3 separate regions of the Mus musculus genome follow, and regions 1 and 3 are each linked to region 2. The links are chromatin contacts, called in public HiChIP or PLAC-seq and promoter capture Hi-C maps. All regions are on one chromosome and are shown on one strand. Each heading gives the region's core, a stretch centred on a gene start, on an enhancer-like site or on the middle of the called end of the contact. The rest is flanking DNA. Distances are from core to core; before and after follow the strand shown. Region 1 holds the start of 8430415O14Rik (a long non-coding RNA gene). Region 2 holds the start of Pyurf (Pigy upstream reading frame). Region 3 holds the start of Nap1l5 (nucleosome assembly protein 1-like 5).

Region 1 (3,049 bases), core at 100-2,599, 1.3 Mb before region 2:
TTCATGCTTCACTCAAGAGAAACAGAATAGCACAAAAGCACCAGGAATTCCCTGGGTGATCTCAAAGTGGGTCAGACAGCTACTAAAAGGAGATGGAAGGCTTAAATAGCTCTTTATTTTAAGTATAACATCTCCTACATTAGTGAATTCACTTATGGTTTCCAGATGTTTTTGTTGGTTTTTTTTTTTCTAATTAATGATAGGATAACTAAAAATAAATGTTCATTTACCCCCAGAGAAAATATTTTGTACAGATCTATGCTACATGAAAAGTACATTTTCTAGTAAAAATATTTAAGCACAGTCATTTATGATTTCCTGAACGCTAGAAGAGCTATAACAGCTTAAATTACAATATGCCAAGAGAACAAGTTACAAAGACAATTTTGTTGCAAAAGAATTCATTTAACTGCCATTTTAAACACACACACATACACAAAAGAACTTAGCTTAAATATCTGCATTTTAGGGAAGGTTTTTCCCTTCCATCATTTCCTAGCCAGGTGTGAGTACCACCAATGGCAGAGCCAAATGCAGCTTTAGTATTCAAGGTTAACTGAATAAATAGAAAAACAATGACAACTGCGTATTTTTAGGATAAAATTACACATCCCCAACTTGCCAGCTCTTACTTTTACTCGGAGGGAAGATCATTCTCCCTGTATCCCTGGCTTGTTTTCAGGGTCTGTTTCTCACAGCTAGCTGAGATGAAACACCAAACCCCAGCCATTTGAATTTGCGCAACAATGTTTTAATACCCAGAGAGCGCCTCCATAAATAGTCTGTTCTCCCCACACTCTAGAGAAAACAGCCCCATTTAATCGATCTAAGCCTGAAGGCTCAGAAGACTGTGGTGGCCCCAGCTTCTCCCTTTCCCTTGCAGGAATGTTTACCTAAGCGGCAAAGCCACCGCTTGCCAGACACACCATGTTGCTGCCACAGCCTTAGCAACCGTGGCCAGCTTTTTGTTGTTGTTTACCGTCCGATGGGCCATGCTCCTTTAAGAAACATAAACTCCTTCTCCTTCTTTCCGGTCTTAGTCAGTAATCACTCAAGACCTGTCAGCTGCTTGGAGTTATCTGGAGGAGCAGCCTAAGGAAATCATCTTGCCTCTCCCCTCCAAGAAGAAAAGTTAAAGGCTGGCAGATGGACAGTGGCTATTTGCATGAGAGTAGCCAGATAGTGCCCAGGGGGCATCAAGCCCTGTTTTTTATTTCTGCAGTGGAAATGTTAGCAGCTGTGGCTTGGGAGGTTGCATTTAGAAGGCGTGGATTGATGCAAATGTTTTTGCATTTTGGTGAACAGTAGCTATTAGGGCACACTGTGCTGTTTTTTTCAGAACCCCACGATGAAGATTCAGGAGCATCCCAGTCTATCTGACACCAAACAGCAGAGGAATCAAGATGGTGAAGATCAGCAGGAGAGCTTTGTCCCAGATATGCCCCAGTTGGACCTGACAGCATTGTGCGATGAGAAGACCTGGGAAGGTAGGTGATCATCTGCAATCTGGGTTTTGCATTGCAAAAGCATATATGAATAAGTATATACAAGGTTTGTGACCACATGCCTGTGCAGATCGGAGTATGAGCCATGCATGCAGAAGAAACTGGGTTTCTATTAATAATAATTTTTAAAAAGACAAAATCCCTTACCAGGCATAGGAACATGCTGTTTAGTGTTGCCAAGGGTAGTTGCAATACAAGAAAGGAAAATATGCAGGCTCTTTGTCCTGGTGTCACCTTGCAGTATATTTTTAAGCCACCAAGAGTGCTGCCCTGATTGTGGTACACTCCAGAAAATCAGCCACCCACCATCTCACCCACTACCCTCATGCCTTAGCTAGCCCCTGCTACCCACCAGCCACACTCCACTACATTATTCACTTCCTGAAGTATACATTCCAAGTTTTTAAGAAAGATATTCTTCTTTGCTTCTCTTCTATCTTTTAATGTATACATTTTTTTAAAAATCTGGTTAACACATCATTGGGAACATTGATTGAAAGCAGTTCTTTGCTGAAGACCTCTGACATGGTTTTAGCTTGTTCTTTTCTAGAGCCTTCTGATGAAGACATCAGAAATTTACTCTGATATCTGAAGAAGTGAGCTTTCTCTCAACTATATCAAGGGAGGGTTCAAGCTGCCTCCTCTATCCCTCTGTCTACACTCAAATCTGTGTCACTGTTCTAGTGTGTGCCTGAAGGCCATAGAGAGAAATGGGCTCCTGGCTTTAGTAAGGCAGCCGAATGCCCATAATGACTTAACAGAGTCACAACTAGGAAAAGCAGCCCTGCTTGTGTGGGTATGCCCTGTCCCAATCCTTGCCCACTCCTCAGTTCTCATCTAATCATCAAAAGTCCATGGGAAGAGCCCACAGGGTGAAAGGCTATCCTACTTATTGTCCTGACCTAGGGAGCTCTGTGAGAACAGACCGCTTAATTTTCATGTTTTCCCCCTATAATCTAAGAAACCTGTTTTGGTTGTTTTCATATAATTAGGCAGCAGATCTGAAATTTTCTCAGATCATTCCAACTCAAAATATTCAGAGAACAAAAGAGGGCATGGTTGACTTGCTTCATGTGAAATTTAACTAGTCTATTTCAGGATATCTATTGGTTTGACATTTATTTTTGACCACTTTGAAATAAGCATATGTCTTTTTAATCTATAAATTGGCAACAATCTAGCTTCTCTAACCTTAAGAGTCTTAGAGAGATCACTGTTGCCCAAATAAAAGCAAAAGCCCAGATAAATAAATACCGTATTTGAGTTCAGTGGTATGGGCTATTATATAGCTTTTAAATAAAAAGAAGAGTCTGAATCCAGAATTCAAATGAGCTACTGTCTCTTCCTTGCTCCTCCCCTGAAATAGACTCAGTTTGATTATTTCTCTTGGTTAATCACAAATGTAAATTTCTCTCTCAACACACATAACTTAAAATAACCCTGAACAAGCTCTTCAGAGTGGTTAGAAGCTGATGTAGAGCTTCATAGAAATCATTCCAGGAAAGAATTTGTCTGCAGAGAATAAAAGTGTAAAGGAAGCAGCA
Region 2 (3,218 bases), core at 430-2,929:
TCCTCCAACTTCCCTTGGCCGTAGTAAAGACTGGGAAGGCAAAGGAGAGAGTTTGAGATGGAAAGGTGGCATCAGGAACAGAGATGAAATTATTTAGGGAGTGGAACTAGATACCACCCCACACCAACCCCCACACCACATCACTGCTTAGCCCTGGGAAGTGAGAACATGAAGAAAGGAGAGTCATCCCAGGTGCTCTAACTACAGCAGTCTAACTTCAGAGTGCTTAATGCATGTTTAACGCTCAGAAGTGAGTGATTTATGCTATAACTCACAACTAAAATAGCCTAACCTTCATTGCTTCTGGGGGCTGCTCAGAAATTGTTTTTGTTTGTTTTTTGTTTTTGTTTTAATTGACAAGTTAGGAAACACAGGGACCTGGAAGATCCATTTCCGCTTCACCCAGTAAGAAACTAGTCCAACTGGCTCTCAGCCTACACCCAGCTCACAGCTGTAGAGACATTAGCTCTAAATTGTTTTATTGTTTTAAAAAGATGTTTTACAACTTAGGACAGTGCAGGGTAGGCAAGCCTTCTGCTGAGTCCCACTCATGGCCTTAATGTTAGCATTCTTGCCATTTCCTTCCACGCTCCCTCATCATCTGGGTGACCTCCAGAGACCAGTGTTTTTGCAAGGATATCAGAGAGCTTTGCATACATCTTGGGACAGGAGGAGCCTGGGCTGGAGAAAGCAGGTATGCAGAGGAGACATCTGTAAGGTCAGAGTTATCTTTTGCCAGAAGTTCAGCTAAGTGACTTCCTGCCTTTCTTGTTCCTGCCCTTTTGTCCCTTCCCTCATAGGTCACATATAGTGGCAAAGCTTTGAGGCAGAACATGTGTACTTTTCAAGAGCTCAAAGGACGAACATTGACAAGATTTCAGTAGCCATATGGGTTCCCAGCAGACAGCTAAAGCCCCTCAGAAGTGCCAGCACTCCAGAGGCCTTTCCTACACATTAACTCAATCTCAGCTGCCTCTGTTTGACTTTCAGACATTCCCGCCTGCGACTCAAAGCAAACTTTGTTAATGCTGTGACCCTTTAATACAGGATGCTGTAATGACTCCCAACCATAATATTATCTTCATTGCTACTTCATAACTGTAATTTTGATATTTATGAATTGTAAATATGTAAACGTCTGTGTTTTCCTGTGGTCTTCAGTGACCCCTGTGAAAGGATCCTCCTGCCCCCCAAAGGGGTCCAAGCATGCATTAGATGTGCTTTACCATAGTATTCACAACTAACAACCCTCAAGTTGTAAAAGCCTTCACAGCTTACGGAAAAGGAGAAAAAAGCCATTTTCTTCAGGCTCTTAAATTTTTGCTTGTGATACTTACTGTATGATTAATATTAAACCTGCTGTTGCCTCTAACACAATATGCTTGTGTTGAAGAGTCCTTGAAGATAAAACTAAGTTGAAGCCGAGCTCCGTGTGACTGGAGTCCGGTCCCTGACTAATTGGCACCTTTGTGATTAGCCCTACTGAAAAGTTGGACACCTGAATGAGTACTGCTTTAGTTTACAGTTTTGTAAAAGCGGTGGTGCAGCCACTGACCCGGGGAATGTCGGTCTGCCCTGGGAACCACACCACCGACTCAAGCTGTGCTGGCGAAGCAATCAGCAGCGCACCGGGGGCGGGGCCGGGGGCGGGACCGGGCGCCGGGGGCGGGGCCGGGCCAGGGTGACCTCCGCGGCTCTGGTGTGAGAGCAGTGAAGTTCCGAGCGCTGCTTCGTCCATCTTCTGAGCCGCCATGCTGAGCGCCACGTGCCGCAGGCTCGCCCCGGCGCTGCGGAGGCTCCGCGCACTGTCTGCAGTCGCCGGGAGGTTTCTGCAAGTGCCCGGGGCCAGGCTCTGCTCTGACCAGAGCGAGAGGGCTGAGCAGCCCCACACCTTCCACCCGGCGCTGCTGCAGTTCCTGGTGTGTCCGCTCTCCAAGAAGCCGCTTAGGTGAGACTCATCTGCCGCCTTGGCCCGAGGAAGGGTGGTGGCCTGTGGGCCCGCCAGCGGATCAGAAGCTTACTCCCTGGATGCCATCCGCCCGGCCGACCCCTATGCTAGGGTCAGCCCCGCCCAGGACCCGCGTGAGCTTTTCTCTGGCTCGCCATTGGCTGCTCTTTACAATCTCTCCTGGAGGCTTTAAAGAAAGACTTGGTTTCTGAGACTGGCTAGGCTCCAGAACCTTTTGAAACACAGTATCAGGGCCAGCGTCCCGACCGACCTATCTACCTACCTACCTTCCTTCCTCTCTCTCTCTCTCTCTCTCTCTACCTTTTGAAACACAGTATCAGGGCCAGCGTCCGGACCGACCTATCTACCTACCTTCCTTCCTCTCTCTCTCTCTCTCTCTCTCTCTCTCTCTCTCTCTCTCTCTCTCTCTCTCTCTCTCTTTCTCTCTCTCTCTTTCTTTTCTTCCTTTGGCTCGTTTCTTCATTCTTTCCTTTCTCCCCCCCCCCTTTTTTTTTGTCGCACGTGCACTTGCCTGAGTGTGTGTGTGTGTGTGTGTGTGTGTGGAGAGAGAGACAGAGACAGGGAGAGAGACATTCAGACATGATCAAAACTCAGGGCAAATACTATTGACATACTGATCTTTCCAGCCTCTCCATTCTTTGATGGGGGAAGGGGAGACAAGTTTCTCTATTTGGTTTGGTCTTTCCTGGAACTCTTTTTATAGCCCAGGCTAGCCTCAAAGTTGTGATACTTTTCCTGCATCAGTCTCCTGAGAGCAGGAGATTACAGGAGTTAACTACCACTTCTGGCTTCAATCTTTTTTTGTTTTGTTTTTGTTGTTGTTGTTTGCTTTTTTTTTTTTTTTTTGATTTTTTTGTTGTTGTTTTGTTTTGTTTTTCGAGACAGTGATTCTCTGTGTAGCCCTGCTGTCCTGGAACTCACTTTGTAGACCAGGCTGGCCTCGAACTCAGAAATCCGCCTGCCTCTGCCTCCCAAGTGCTGGGCTTAAAGGCGTGTGCCACCATGACCGGCTTGGCTTCAATCTTTTTAAAACGCCTATTATTCCCAGTTTCCTGTCATGTGTATGAACCATAAAGGATCAAAGCAGATCCTGAAAGACCCACAACATGAGGACTCCCCCATGTTCTAACTCAGGATAGGTGACACCCCAAATTACTCACAAGAAACGGTCTTGATGCAAACTGCAAGAGGTTTAATCGGGAAAGACCAGCGCACTAGGGACAACTCGTATCCCACACAGGGGTAGAGG
Region 3 (2,977 bases), core at 157-2,656, 1.2 Mb before region 2:
GGTATTTTGTATATTTCACTTTCTTTCATCAGAGGGACAAAAGTATTTGTTTTTAATACAGTAATTTTACTTTAAAAATATTCAGTGCTTACTCCATGTCAGCACTAAATGGTTTACATACAATTAAGTTAATACACGTAAGAAGTAAAAGAGAGAAATTTCTTATGAAATTCATATGCATAAAACTCTGGCAAGACCCACCACAGAGAAAGACAGATCTAAATAGGTAATGAATGTATCCTCTAGGAACCACTTAAAAGTTGTGCCCTGCTCTTTATTCTAGAAGCTCTAAGGAGGCAGGAAGGACCTGGAGTTCACATAGTTTAAAGCTAGACTGGACCAGCTAAATAAATAAATAAATAGATAGATAAACAAAACAAATAACTCTCTAATTCTGGCTTATATGGGGAAAAAAATAAAAGATCACTTCATTATTAGAAAACAAGACTTTGATGTTTATGGTCTTTTCCAAAGCTCTCACATACAAATTACAAGCAGATTCAAACAACAGATGGTTAACTGTGAAGTGTTTGGTGACAAATGACTGTAGAAGCATCTGTGGGTCCCTAAGGAAGTGTAGGATCAAACACGCATTTCAAGATGTATTAAAATGACCTCTTTTCCCCAGCCTTTATGGGCATGTTTAATCTGCTAACTGGAAGCAGTGTGCCTCCACCCAAAAACTGAATTGGGCCCTACACATCTATACATGACAGCATCTTTTCACAATGTCACACGGTTGGACACTTCTAGGGCTTTGCATTTCTTCTGTTCACCCTCACTTTATTTCTTTTCAGAGGCAATTGTGTGAAACCTACTAGAATGCTCACAGCGCAGAAATTTGCCACACAAACACTTACAGAATCAATGCCAAGGTCCCTCCCGGAACAATTTGCCACGAGGATATAGGTTTAACAGAGATGTCTAACTGTGCTCTAAGAGCCAAAGATGGTCTGCGCAGATACAGGCACGCACTGTGGGTCTGCAAAGGTGAAGGAAAATGGTTCTCCTGCATTTCTGTTCTCTGAAAGTGAATTTAAGACGCAGTCAGGCTTGGAAATGTACCCATAACCAAGGCTTACCAACATTAGCTATGGCGCACTTTCAACAAAGATTGTCAGGTGCATTGCGGATTTGGAGAACTAAGATGGGAGGGGGAGCACACAGTAAACAGATTGGGGGGGGGGGGTGTATAAACAGGTATGGAAAAATACAGTCTCAGCCTCGAGCTGGTTCCAGCCAGTTCTGCAGGGGTGGGGGCGGATGCTGAGGGCTGGGTGTCTAAGTGGCAGGTTTTAGAGACCTCGGAGATAGCAGCATAGCAACAATTTGGTGCAGTGTGTGCGCACAACCATCAGCTGATAGTGAGCAGCCATTCACTTGCCGCGAGCCGCGAAGCGGCCGCGCGGACGTCACCACAGCCGTCAGCGTTTGCCGCATCTTCAGACGCACTCTGGACCAGCCGCAATCACAGCTGCAGGACCTCTCTGGACCAGCTCTATTGCAGACTGCGCAACCACCAGACCACTGCGGCAAACAAGCCCAGCTGAGCCGAGCAGTAGCCATGGCCGACCCCGAGAAGCAGGGACCCGCTGAGAGCCGCGCCGAGGACGAGGTAATGGAAGGCGCCCAGGGTGGCGAAGATGCCGCGACCGGTGACAGTGCCGCTGCTCCCGCGGCCGAGGAGCCCCAGGCCCCCGCGGAGAACGCGCCCAAGCCCAAAAAAGACTTTATGGAGAGCTTGCCCAATTCCGTGAAATGCCGGGTTCTGGCGCTCAAAAAGCTGCAGAAGCGCTGCGATAAGATCGAGGCCAAGTTTGACAAGGAATTCCAGGCTCTGGAGAAGAAGTACAACGATATCTACAAGCCCCTGCTCGCCAAGATCCAGGAGCTCACCGGAGAGATGGAGGGCTGCGCGTGGACCCTGGAGGGAGAGGATGATGAAGATGACGAGGAAGAGGACGACGAGGAGGAGGAGGAGGAAGAAGAGGCTGCAGCTGGCGCAACTGGGGGTCCCAACTTCGCCAAGAAGTGAGCACAGCAAGCTGACAGGTGATAAATCCCCTGCCCCTTTTATTTCCAATGTCGGCAGACTTTAAAAGGCTCAGGATTTGCCCAAAATAAAATGTGAATCTATTCTGACATTCCTAAAATTAAATTGAATCAAGTAGATTCTGGCTAGCCCGTTTCTAATCTGACTTTTATTTGTGTAAAACAGATGCTAAAAGACGTTTTTTAGAAAAAAAAAAAAGCCTAATTAAACTTTTTTTTTTCTCCCTGCTCTTCTGTGAGAACTGGACTTGAGACTGTTGAAAGGTTGTCAGTTAGATGGGAATTAAAAGTGCGTCACACGTTGAAATCCATTCATCACACTACACCAGAACATCCAAGCTAAGACAGAACTCTTCTCAATGCTTAATTCTTCAGTTTCTTTACATTTTCCAGCGCAGAGGAAAAGGAACCCAGGAACGACGTCATCTTTAAGACTTTTGCTTTTGCAAACCCAGACATCAGCTTTACACTCCAGAGGAGCCTTGGCATGGAGCAAGCCTGGACTGACAGCATTTACTGATTATGTGGCTAGGAAAACTGCCATTTCAAGTTGTGAAAAAATGTTTTAAATATTTGCATTTACAGAAAGAACATGGTTTCAAAAATGAGGGTGTATTCCATGTATAATATTGTCAACACGTGTTCATCTGTTATGGTCCCGTGTTACCTGTTTTCTTGGTAGTGTTTGTTTACAAAATCGTAAAAAATTACCCCAAATGTTTTAAAGTGTTAAATTACCTTATAGCATTTTAGAAATATAATTTACTTGAAGAGATGTAGAATGTAGCAATTCTGTAAAGCATGTGTATCCAGTGTTGCCTAGTTTGACCTTTGTGAAGTCTTTTTGTCTTGTAGCTTTTAGCAAGTAGCTGTGAAAACCATCAGAACTCCTCAATGAAGCTAATGTTTGGAAAAAGTATATACT

The links. Promoter capture Hi-C pulls out the DNA fragments that hold promoters and counts their contacts. HiChIP or PLAC-seq counts read pairs in DNA pulled down with a chosen protein or histone mark.
Region 1: a contact with region 2 is called in a promoter capture Hi-C map of the 3T3-L1 cell line, with 4 times the contacts expected there. The contact joins the promoter of 8430415O14Rik here to the promoter of Pyurf in region 2. A contact is called at or near these places in 5 of 39 promoter capture datasets (the 3T3-L1 cell line, hippocampal neurons and liver).
Region 3: an H3K4me3 HiChIP or PLAC-seq map of embryonic forebrain shows a contact between it and region 2, with 8 times the contacts expected there. The contact joins the promoter of Nap1l5 here to the promoter of Pyurf in region 2. A contact is called at or near these places in 5 of 39 promoter capture datasets (the 3T3-L1 cell line, 3T3-L1-derived adipocytes, the C10 cell line and 2 more) and 1 of 115 datasets of contacts at active chromatin or transcription factors (embryonic forebrain).

What each region holds. Positions count from the first base shown.
Region 1 is chr6:58,963,499-58,966,547 of GRCm38.p6, reverse strand. It overlaps 8430415O14Rik (a long non-coding RNA gene), which reads right to left and starts at 1,349. Exons shown (of 4, transcript XR_001785268.2): 1 at 894-1,349. Fam13a (family with sequence similarity 13, member A) reads left to right here. Exons shown (of 18, transcript NM_153574.2): 8 at 1,340-1,487.
Region 2 is chr6:57,690,539-57,693,756 of GRCm38.p6, reverse strand. It overlaps Pyurf (Pigy upstream reading frame), which reads left to right and starts at 1,679. Exons shown (of 2, transcript NM_025574.3): 1 at 1,679-1,948. The coding sequence starts at 1,752.
Region 3 is chr6:58,905,555-58,908,531 of GRCm38.p6, reverse strand. It overlaps Nap1l5 (nucleosome assembly protein 1-like 5), which reads left to right and starts at 1,406. Exons shown (of 1, transcript NM_021432.2): 1 at 1,406-2,977. The coding sequence starts at 1,565. The coding sequence ends at 2,035. All of the region lies in intron 23 of Herc3 (hect domain and RLD 3), which reads right to left.